3 separate regions of the Zea mays genome follow, and all the other regions are linked to region 1. The links are chromatin contacts, called in public Hi-C maps. All regions are on one chromosome and are shown on one strand. Each heading gives the region's core, a stretch centred on a gene start, on an enhancer-like site or on the middle of the called end of the contact. The rest is flanking DNA. Distances are from core to core; before and after follow the strand shown. Region 1 holds the start of LOC542315 (starch branching enzyme 1). Region 2 has its middle 65 kb from the start of LOC103628242. Region 3 holds the start of LOC542369 (catalase 1).

The links. Hi-C and Micro-C count contacts between places; a contact is called where the count stands out from the background.
Region 2: a Hi-C map of ear shows a contact between it and region 1, with 2.7 times the contacts expected there. The contact joins the enhancer-like site here to the promoter of LOC542315 in region 1. A contact is called at or near these places in 2 of 25 Hi-C or Micro-C datasets (ear and tassel).
Region 3: a contact with region 1 is called in a Hi-C map of ear, with 2.2 times the contacts expected there. The contact joins the promoter of LOC542369 here to the promoter of LOC542315 in region 1. A contact is called at or near these places in 5 of 25 Hi-C or Micro-C datasets (ear, endosperm, leaf and 1 more).

What each region holds. Positions count from the first base shown.
Region 1 is chr5:65,204,138-65,207,763 of Zm-B73-REFERENCE-NAM-5.0, forward strand. It overlaps LOC542315 (starch branching enzyme 1), which reads right to left and starts at 1,753. Exons shown (of 14, transcript NM_001111900.1): 1 at 1,628-1,753; 2 at 1,477-1,545; 3 at 890-1,097; 4 at 700-769; 5 at 114-380; 6 at 1-10. The coding sequence starts at 1,726. LOC103626470 reads right to left here. Exons shown (of 9, transcript NM_001368267.1): 9 at 3,214-3,626. The coding sequence ends at 3,383.
Region 2 is chr5:64,700,595-64,704,220 of Zm-B73-REFERENCE-NAM-5.0, forward strand. No RefSeq gene overlaps it. Among protein-coding and RNA genes, the nearest start is that of LOC103628242, 65 kb to the left of the region's middle. Within about 2 kb of position 1,742, at least 13 of the 20 cell types and tissues checked have an H3K27ac peak or open chromatin away from gene starts, as enhancers often do. A contact at or near this core is called in ear and tassel, where this site is marked.
Region 3 is chr5:65,469,152-65,472,777 of Zm-B73-REFERENCE-NAM-5.0, forward strand. It overlaps LOC542369 (catalase 1), which reads left to right and starts at 1,685. Exons shown (of 8, transcript NM_001254879.2): 1 at 1,685-1,930; 2 at 2,088-2,184; 3 at 3,125-3,402. The coding sequence starts at 1,916.

The DNA of each region.
Region 1 (3,626 bases), core at 503-3,002:
AAATGTGTACCTGCAAACCAGAGGTAAAAGGTACTATAATTTTGTCATATATTTTTGTCTGCTAAGGTCTATTGCTTAAGTTTACAATGTGGTCCAGGACAGTAGAAAGAGACCTTTCAGAAGCAGGAGGATCCCAATGAACACCATCATAGGGAGCTCCAAATTTAGAGGCATCAACAGTCGCATAACGAATCAATGCTGGAATACGATCAACCCATACTCCACCATGTAGAAAGCGAAATTTAACCTTGGAATTGTGAGGGATGGCAGGTTTCCCTTTGACATGGTCAATTTTGATCGACCAAACACCAAATTTATCCTTCTCCATCTTATGGTTTGCACCATTCCAGTCATTGAAGTCACCAATAAGCTCTGCCTCCCTACACCCATGAGTAAAAAACTCAAGTCAAATGCATCAATCTATTAAAATAGTGGAAAGTATATTGTCATAAGAAGAAAACAGCATTATGTAATCACAGCAAGAAAAAAAATAGCCTCCTCAGCTAAGACATGACAGTCTTGCACAAGAATGAAATATCCGAACAGTTTTCTACTCCCAAACATTGATTACTCTCCTGTGTTTTAGCTGTTCTTTTTTTTTAATATAGTTACTATCAGACGATATCTCTTCACAAGCAAAATGGGAAAAAACGATACCCCGCCAGTACATCATGTTTGCATGACAACATTAGAACTTACTGCGCAGCAGGTGCCCATTCACGATATACAGTTCCATCCTCATTTGTATTAATCCCAAATTTCAAATAGCCTGAAAAAAATACAAAATCCGGAAATGTTGATGATGCAGATAATATTTTGCGGCATGGGCAGGTGCTATAAATATTGTGAAATGGTCCTTGTATTAGCATTTGAATGTATTAAGCCTAACCTTTAGAAAAAGATTCAAGACTTCCCTCATTTTCTTCAATTGATCCTTTCTGCTCTAGGAATCTTTTCATCCGGTACCTGAAATGGTCCTTGAATATCTCCAGCTTGGGGTCCAGGTCGTATATGGGGAGATGGTCGACATCGCCTTTGGCAGTTGCCATAGTTTTATCTTCTTGCACAGTAGCTGCAGTGGCGAATTTGCTCTTGACCTTGCACAGTGCGTTAAAGCCAGATTCAGAATTACACGAGCAATAGAAGCTAACACGTGAAAATGTAGTGAAGCTAATTAGCTGCTGCAGCAACCACAGAAATATCAAATATAGCACTTTATTTCAACTAATTATTATGTAATAAATGATTAGGATGGCTGAAGAAAACCAACCACCAAAATTTAAACAACTTCAGTTGAAATCTGAGATCCGCTAGACTTGGTAAAATGATTACTACTGATAACAAAGCACTAGAGCCAAATCCAAAGCGAGAGCGAGACCCAATCCACAAATTCCAGAGTTTTTTTTCTCTCTCCAAAACTACTACCAAATTCCATTTTGTCCGTAACAACGTGTTCTAATCTGGGGAAAGATCTACCTTCCGCACCCCTGACCGGCGAGCCTTGCACTGGACAGACAACACACTCAGGCGCACATTGCCGCCACCCTGCGAAACTATGAACCATCAGTACAGAAGAAAAAAAAGCAAAAGTAGTAAATCCACCAGCCCCCGGATCGCCGCAGCTTACCGCGATCCCCGGCGGTGCCGCCCGATCAGCATGCGAGCGAGAGCGCCGCGGCGGCGGAAGCGGAGTCGGCGAGGAAGAGGGCGACACGAGGCACAGCATTGTGACGGCGTGTGAGTCCCATCTCGTCAGCAATCCAAGTGCCTGCCGCTTTATATCGGGTGCCGGACTGGAGCTGGCTTGGCGTCTTCCTCCCTATCCTCCCCCCTCGCAATGAAAGCGTGATTTTTTTCGCTTGGTCTCCTCACCTTTCTTCCCCGTCGCAATCTGCCGCTGCGACAAGGAGGGGGCCATGGCAGTGGCACATGACCCTGAGCCGGATCTGTGGGCCCGGAATGGCCGGGCGTGCCACGTGGGCGGACACGAACAACCGTGGAGCTGGTTCTGGGCCGATTGGCCTTTGGGCTTGCACGCTTCCCGGTTTGCCTTTTTTTATTTTATGTTGTTAATCTCTACTGTTTAAAGCATATGTTTCATGTGTCCTGCTTATAGGTTTATTTATCTCCCTCATTTTTCGCCTAACAATAATCCTAATAGTTTGTTTGACCATAGATAGGTCGTTACAACACAGATGAGCCGTGAGAAACCAGTCAAACCCAATAACACGATGCAGCGCTCTCACTGTCCACCTCACTAACCGAAAGAGGATGAACGATCAAATGAGTTATAATATTTGTTTTTAGCAGTTTAATATATGGTGTGGACCATATGTTTATTTTAATATTAAATTTATTTTTTATAGGTATTAAATATGATTGTGTGTTGTAGCAAGACATGGATATTATACTAGCGGTAAAAAAAATAGCACAAAAAATGTATTTTTTGTGTACATATACATAGCTATAGCATATAGCATAGCTATGGCTTGTGCAGATTTATCATCATCATTATTGCAAGTTGCAACTAGTAGTACCACTAAATAGCTTTTTCTTCTTTTTTTCTGATGTGCTTTTTGTGTAGCTTTTCTAACAAATTAAAGTGATGAATGAACATGCGGAGTCATCTGCATCGTCAGACAGCTCTAGCCGTTGTCAATCAGACAAACTTACCTGTGGTTTTTTCTTGGGGTTCCTTGCAGTGTAGAGCTCATCTTGCACTTCACATATTGCGTGAGACAACCGTCTTCACTTTATATATAACTGAAAAGTGAAAAATCAAATGGCCATCTTCAGTGATCAGGATCCACAAGGAAACAAGGAATTGGAAAGATAGATGAGAGTGCTTTCTCAAGGAACTCTCGAAGTCCATCCATAGCAGCAAAAGGAACGTAAAAAGGTGTTCTGCTCTTCTGGTACCCGTGTGACAACGGCCTTAGAATGAACAGTGAAAATAGTGATATAATAACGGCAAAGCATGAAACAGAGCAAATAGAGTGGCACGGCATCTCAGGCCTCAACTTCTGAAACATCTATCTATTCTTCTGGTATGCATGACTAGTTCTAGTCTGTACTTGAGTACTTTACAAATTACAAGTGATGCTGGAGGGACCTCAGAACAGGCACATTGCTTCCTTCCAGCATTTGCTCTAAGTAGGCCTGACATCTCAAATACAGGATCAAGGCCTCAGCAGCCGAAATGGTCAGCCGAAAGAATCAACAGACAACAACCTGATTGCTCATCTCGATTTAGTCACGCTACAACATATCATTGCTAGAGACCTCGTCTTACGCTCAGAACCCACTGGCCCGGTTATCGCACATCACCACAGGCCAACTCCTGTGACATTTACATAGTATCTCCACAGATTGCTCCTAGCTGTCACTCCCTAGTAATCCATCTGTTCCCTCGGATCTCAAACCCGCCTAGGCCATGGTCGCTGCTCTCCCCACCGCTCTCTGCGCTTGCATAGCCTGATTTCCTGCGCTGCCTCCGTGCTTTCTTTGGACCGCTGTTGTCACTCAAGCTTCCGTTCAGGAGCGGATCATCAATCCCACTGATGACCCTGGTCAAGGATGTTGGTGAACTGATGCAGCTATCATCATTCGTTTTCCTCTTTCCCTTC
Region 2 (3,626 bases), core at 492-2,991, 500 kb before region 1:
CTACATCTCCACCACTACTAGCCGGTATGGCATGGTGTGCGGGCGCGCGCTGGCTTTGCTTACCTGTATAGATGTTGTCGTGTTGTGATAATACCATAATCCTCTGCATGACGCAGGACGTTTTTATTTATAGGAATTAGGCCTGCAAACGGGATAGGTGTAAGTAGGTATTTTAGGTGGGTTTAAGAAATAGTTTTGTTTTGGTGGGTTATGATAGGTTTTAATTGTTAATGAGTTAGGTGCGTTTATTTTGTATTGTGGGTTGAAATGGTTGATAACCATGGGTGTAGATGGATTTGTATAGGTGTGGATTTCTATGGGTCTTCACCTATCCGTAGACCGTATGACTGTATTCGAGTCTACTCCCAATTTAGTCTCAAGTCCCAACATACCCAACTCAACCCTAACTCTCCAAGTCTTCACCCGTGCACCGACGGTCGCATCCAGCTTAGACACTTTCACACTTAGATGCCGACGCCCCTGTCCCCTGGCGCACGCTCTTGCATACGAAGCGAACACACTGTCGCCCCAGGCCCGTTCACACATAGTTCTTTTCTTTTCACTTCTAGGGAGATTTATGCGTCGTTCGGTGGGCTTCTGATGCTACCTAGATGTGCCCTTCCATTGTTGCTAGCTTCGAGCTTGATCAGAGACTCTTTTCACAGCTGCTAGTTTATCTTTCTTGCCAAAAAGATAATTGTTCCTTAAGGATCTTTAACATATGTTTTTTGTTATTCTCTCGAGACATAAATGTTTATCGACTAAACTTGTTTTTGTATCAGTGTATAATATTATTGTCACTGTTTTTTATATCGTGGACTATGTTTTTGTATATCATTGAAACTACCTATAAAATTGTCACTGTATATCAGTGTATGTATATGCAGTTGGCTTGATGTGACACAATAAGCTGAAACTACGGGGTTTCCACCTAATTACGGGTTGGTTTGGGGTTAATAATATTATTGGATGGTTGGGTTTAATTTACTTCTTATATTTTTGGATGGGTGTGGGATGAATATCAAAGTTATTATTTGGTTATGAGTGGGCGTAGGTTGGATTTTTATCCATTAGCAGGTCTAATAGGAACTAAAGATATAATATATCTTTACTTAAAAACTTAGCATGTTCGCTTTACTTTAATTTGTACTGTTTTTCTCTTAGCGAACAGGGGCTGCCGGGCTGGCCTTGAAGCTCAACAGGTCGCGACGACATGCCGTTGCGTCCGTACATGTCGTCGTCCCGGCTGGACCAAGCGGCGGAGATCCGATCGAGCAGAGGGGGCCGTGTCGCTAGCTCCAACAACAAGCGAGACCAGCGTATGCATGCAGCAGGAGGAGCAGGGAGCACGGAACACGAGGGAAGCATCTCATCTGGCTGCATATGCCAGGCCTCCCCTCTCTCGCATCGCATCGCATCGCATGCAGGCAGGCCCCTGTGACCCTGTCGCCCGTTATGCCCATTGATATGCATGCCTCCCGGATCCTGTCTCCCTCTCTGTCGTCGTCCTCCAGCTCCAGCACGCCATCGTCGACCCATGCATGATGCATCATTGTCAAACTAATGATCAGAGACGATACTCGTACTACATGTCAAACCACGCACCCACTAGACGAAGAAGACAAGCATGCATATGCCGTTGGCCCGGTGCATGGAGACTCGATCGAGAGACACATGTGCCTCTCTAGCAGATCAGGACGCGTATAGTAGTTAGCAGCCAGGACCAGGAGGCAGCTGGCAGCTAGCCAGGCGGCCGCCCGGCCAACCCTGAGTGCCTCGACCTCTGCGCGCGGCCGCGGCCGGCCATGCATCGCGGATCATGTCGCCATGCATAGCGCGTAACGGGCGAACAAAACACACCTCGTGTCCTGCTGCGTGCGCGCCCTGCCAGTGCCATCGATCGACCCCACGAGAACACCAACAGTCGACCAAGTTGTTTCTAGGGGCGTGCTGGATATATATATACGCACTAATAATTAATTTTGTACATTGTGTAATTTGATTACTGAATCGTTAAATGGTTTGATCATATATATATATATATATATATATATATATATATATATATATATATATATATATATATATATATATATATATATATATATATATATATATATATATATATATATATATATATATATATATATATATATATATATATATACTAGGAGAGTGCCCGTGCATTGCAACGGGGACGTATAAAACCACGATAAACTATGTGGCAAATCGAGAAGTTTTACCTATACCAGTGTTCTCGATTTGTATATCAGCTATGCTTCCTGTGGAGCAAGGAAGCGAACGCAAGCCATCCTTTTGTATTAGTGCATTCTGTTCAGTTCTTACTTGATCATCCCGTGTTCTCGCGTGTGCCATGGCCGAGTGGCAAGCTCAACACTGGTATTGTTGTCTTGTCTCAAATGAAGTCCGGTTCCACAAGTTAACCGGAAATCTTCATGGGTGATAGTTGTGTCAGATTCTTCCACGCATAGGGCAAGTAATGCAAGTGATAGCTGTGTCAGTTTACCCCCATTTTCTTGGACATCACTTGTCTCAAATAAAGTCTATTGGAGGTTCGCAATTTATGTTCTGTGGCATCGCATGGGCACCTACCTAGTTACAACTGAGGTGTTGTTTGGTTCGCGTATTTTCATCCGTCAACGATTCACAGCGGGCCCCAATCACCTTGCTTCTCGTTTGGTTCGGTTCGAACGGCATCAATTCACGCGCTATCAGATACAGACCTTCAGAATGATGATACCGCTCTCATCCTGGCGTCTTCCCATCGCATATGCACCCGCTTACTGTCCCATCTCTACCAGAAGCAACCACACGCAATTACCAAACAAAACCTGGTACCCGTTGAACCGGAACAGCTAGCGGGGTTTTGCATTTACATTAACATTACCGCTCCTCACAAGGAACCAAACAGCACCTGAATGCAAGATGCCAGCCACATAACCCGCCTACTAACGCGTCCATCCCCACGTCTGGGTTGTGCGGCCGGCCCACTACTGAAACTAAACATGCTCACTACTTCCTACATGCACAGCACGAGTGATCAGCCACGACCAAGCTGATTACCGGTGCTGCCTGAATGACGGAAATACCAAAACAAAAACAGATGATGACCCACAAGTGCAGGGTTTACAGCAACAGGGGTTTCCCCAGTGAGATCAGTAATTTTCTCTTGAAGCCAATGAAATTTGAGTCCCAGGCTCCAACTTTGCTTGAAAACATAGCCCGCAAGTTGCCACGGAAGTTAAAAGTTAGTATAAAATATAGATACAGAACGATAAACATCACTATGATATATAGAATCTGTGTAGAAAAATATCACCGTAACATTAATATTATATTGATGATATAAATTCTTGCACAATAAAATTCCACTGAAGCTTATATTGGCAGCAAAATAGTGTTACGCAAATTCACACAAAAAACGGGTGCAAATGTGTTGGATATTATTTCAAATAAACTAATCAATAGTGTATAAATAGATGCCTAGCTAGTTCCAATCATTTAATATATAGGGATTTTTCCTTTGTACTCTATATATATGGACACTCGTTTTGAACTTGGCTTGTCTCAGGCATCCTCTTAGCATATTCCTCATCAACTTCTTC
Region 3 (3,626 bases), core at 435-2,934, 260 kb after region 1:
GATGTGATAGGGGATCTACTGGAGATAGCCTTAGGGCTAGAAACGAGCCAAGTCAAAGCTTGGATTGGCTTGGTGCGGCTCGGTAGCTGATCGAATTTGGCTCGGCTCACCCACTTGGTGAGCTAAAGAATGAGCGAGGCTCGGCTCTCAAGCTACAACTTGATAAATATTATTGCATTATATAGTGAATTAATAGTATATAAATATGGAATATATAATCACCATTCAACATAACGAGTAATTTAAATTATGATTTGTCATTTATCCATTATCAAAGGTTAAAGAACACGATTAATTTAAATTATAATTTGTCATATATCCATCATAAAAGGCTAAAGAGCGAGCCAAATACCTATAAAATTATCTAAAATTCATTATTATTCTGTAGGTTGATTAATTTGATATAGCTCATATAGCCCGTGAGCCAGAATAAGCCACCTCGGCACTAACGAAGCTAAAAGACTAGCTCGACTCGACTTGCTCGCTCGAGGCTCACAAGTCACTCAGAGCAAACTTTTTTTTCTTGCCCTATCTCCCTTGCCAGTCGACTGTGTTTGCCTCCAGACGCGCCGCCCCAACGTCACGCTCGCCAACCCACGAGTTGTTGTCCTCTACTTTACACAAAGAAAGGAGGAAGATGAAGAGTCTAACGTGTGGGGCCAAGGTGTCCACGGGACAAAAAAAGAAGATGAGCTTCTAGGACTGTTAGACTATCTCTAATATTTTATAATACTCATATTCAAACTTTATTCTATGAATAGTGCAGTCTACAGTATAGAACAGTGTAAAACAATTTTTATGAATAAACTTTGCATTACTGCTGAAGTCGGCCTTATCGGGCCACAATTGGCAACCTAGGTGGGTTTCTCGCACCCTACCATAAAGCTACATCAAACTTTTATTTTTAGTACTTGTAGAAATCTCTACTCCGTTAGATTTCGTGTGTCGTGCCTCATGTCACTCACTTCTCGCCTATCAATAGACTACTACACCACAGGTAGATCATGAGAATCTATCCAAACACAATACGACAGAAAGCTTTACATAGTAACAATTCGCTAACCGAAGGATGGGTGGTCGAGCGAGTTATAAAAGGGTCTAGACTCTTTTTTAACTTATATCTTTTTCGGTCTTTTGGCTAAGATAAAATATAATATTTATTCTTATCAGTTTAATATCTAATATGTAGATCATATATTCGTTTTGATATTAAATTTATTTTTATAAATACCAAATATGATTGTGTGTTGTCGCAACCCAGTGACATTGGACTTGTTCTATATCTAAATTGAAGTTGCTCTAAAATAAATCTAGTGCTTTAGACATGATTTGTTTAAAAAGGTAGATCCTTAATTATAGACTATTTTCGTTATCGTCTGCTAGTTTACTTTTAAACTAAATCGGAACAAATAAAAAAAAGACAGATAAAGTACTACCGAAGAGTTTTTCTTTCGCTCCAGCAGCCGTTAAGATTCTGTCTTAGCAAGGAAAGTTTGTGGTAACCACGTACGCAAAACTTCCGGGGTGCAAACTGCAAATGGGTGTTATGTCTGTTCCCCTCGTCTCTGCAAGTAGGCCACCCTCGCCGACGGGCTGAATCATGTAACCAAGAAGTCCACGTGGAGGTGGAAGAGGGCAATATGGACAGCGAGGAGAGCACGAAACCACCGCCGTGCCGTGCAGTGCCATCCTCCCTCCATTGTTTCCCGGCTCTCCGTCCCTTGGGAGTTGGGCCTTGGCATTTCCTTAAGATAAAAAAGGGGGGAAATCGGCTTCCTACTCCCCGTCCTTATCGCCAGCCGAACCGACATTGTTTTCTCCCCCCTTCTCGCCTTCTCCTTCTCCCCCCTAGTCTAGAGGCGTTTGCTCCCCAATCCCTTCGGCCCGCCCGCTCGACGTGATCCCACCGGCAGCCATGGATCCATACAAGGTGCTTTTTTTTCGATTTAGAATTCTTTCTTCATCGATTTTGCCCTATGTGCTAGATCCTCAAATCAATTCCGCATCTTGTTTCCGCCCTTGATTGATGCATTCGCTCGTCTGACTTGATTGATGCGCTCGATCTGGGGGACTCTTCGTTCTTGCAGCACCGCCCGTCTAGTGGGAGCAACTCCAGCTTCTGGACCACCAACTCCGGCGCCCCCGTCTGGAACAACAACTCTGCCCTCACCGTCGGACAGCGAGGTCAGACCACAACCCCTCTCTCTGTTTATCCTGTAGCTGACATGCTGCTGCCTTCATTTGTCTCGTCTCTCCATCCCGGTTTCATTTTCCCTTGCACGATCCTGTATGTACTCACTATGTATGTAGCATATATGTTCTTGATTTGTGCGAGACCCATCCGAGGCATAAATGATCTGTTCTAGCTTTGCTTTGAGGCCTATTATTGCACCGTGGAAGCCAGAGGATTTCGCTTCCCATCCATTCAAAGCTTGCATCTTGATGTGCTTTTAATTAATTTCCAGTGACTAATTTTGCCTGCTCTGTACATGCGGGTTGTCGTTGATTCACCTGTCCGAATATCGTCAATGAATTTGAGACTTGCCCAAAGGACTTATTCCTTGTATCAGCTGTAAGGTGAAGCTTTTGTCCTGATATTTTTGCCAGTCGCTGTCGAACCATTACGTTACTTAAGGGAAAGAAAGCACATTCCCGGTACGAAATGCCATCATGGAGTCATAGTGATAATCCTAGGTGAGGGACACTTGGAGAGTAGTAAAGTCAGCGGAGGGTAATCACAGTTAATTGTTACTGATACAGTGTGTTTACTTTCGATGGTTACCTGGGGTAGGTTAAATCACTGCTGGAAACCTTAATCCTTGGTTCTTCTTTGTTCAGAATGTATGACCGAGCTTTGAAAGTGATTGCAAGCCCTGTTTGGCTCTTCTGAATGTCATTGTCAATTTGCCACAAAAAGTGTCCATCAATTGCAGGAACAGGATACATACAATATGCCTATCTGAAACCAATATGTTTCTATCAGAGTATATATGTCAGAAATATGAGAAGCCTTTTGTTTTAGGAGTTTGTTTTATTGTATAGTACCTGCTTCACTTTCTGTTTTGGTGTTATTAGCTAACAATTGCTGATATATTGTTCCACACGATGTGTTTTTCTTTGACAGGTCCAATCCTCCTTGAGGATTATCATCTAATCGAAAAGCTTGCTCAGTTCGACAGAGAACGTATCCCTGAACGTGTTGTGCATGCACGGGGAGCCAGTGCCAAGGGTTTCTTTGAGGTCACTCATGATGTCTCTCACCTTACATGTGCTGATTTTCTCCGTGCTCCTGGGGTCCAGACACCTGTTATTGTCCGTTTCTCTACAGTTGTGCATGAGCGTGGAAGCCCTGAGACCTTGAGGGATCCACGTGGTTTTGCTGTCAAGTTCTACACCAGAGAGGTACTGAGGATAAATTTTAACTCGCCTCCTAGGGGAAAGAGATACATGTCTTAACTGTTCTATTTTTTTTTGTTATGTCTTAAAAAGAAACATTCTTTTTTAGAACCGTTGTGAGTTATATGATACATCTTGGCAAGTACTTTTCTGTCAATGTATGTTGTATGCATTCATGAAAGCATGTAATATCAAACGTTTAGCTGATTTCAACTATTGCTTAGTGATGT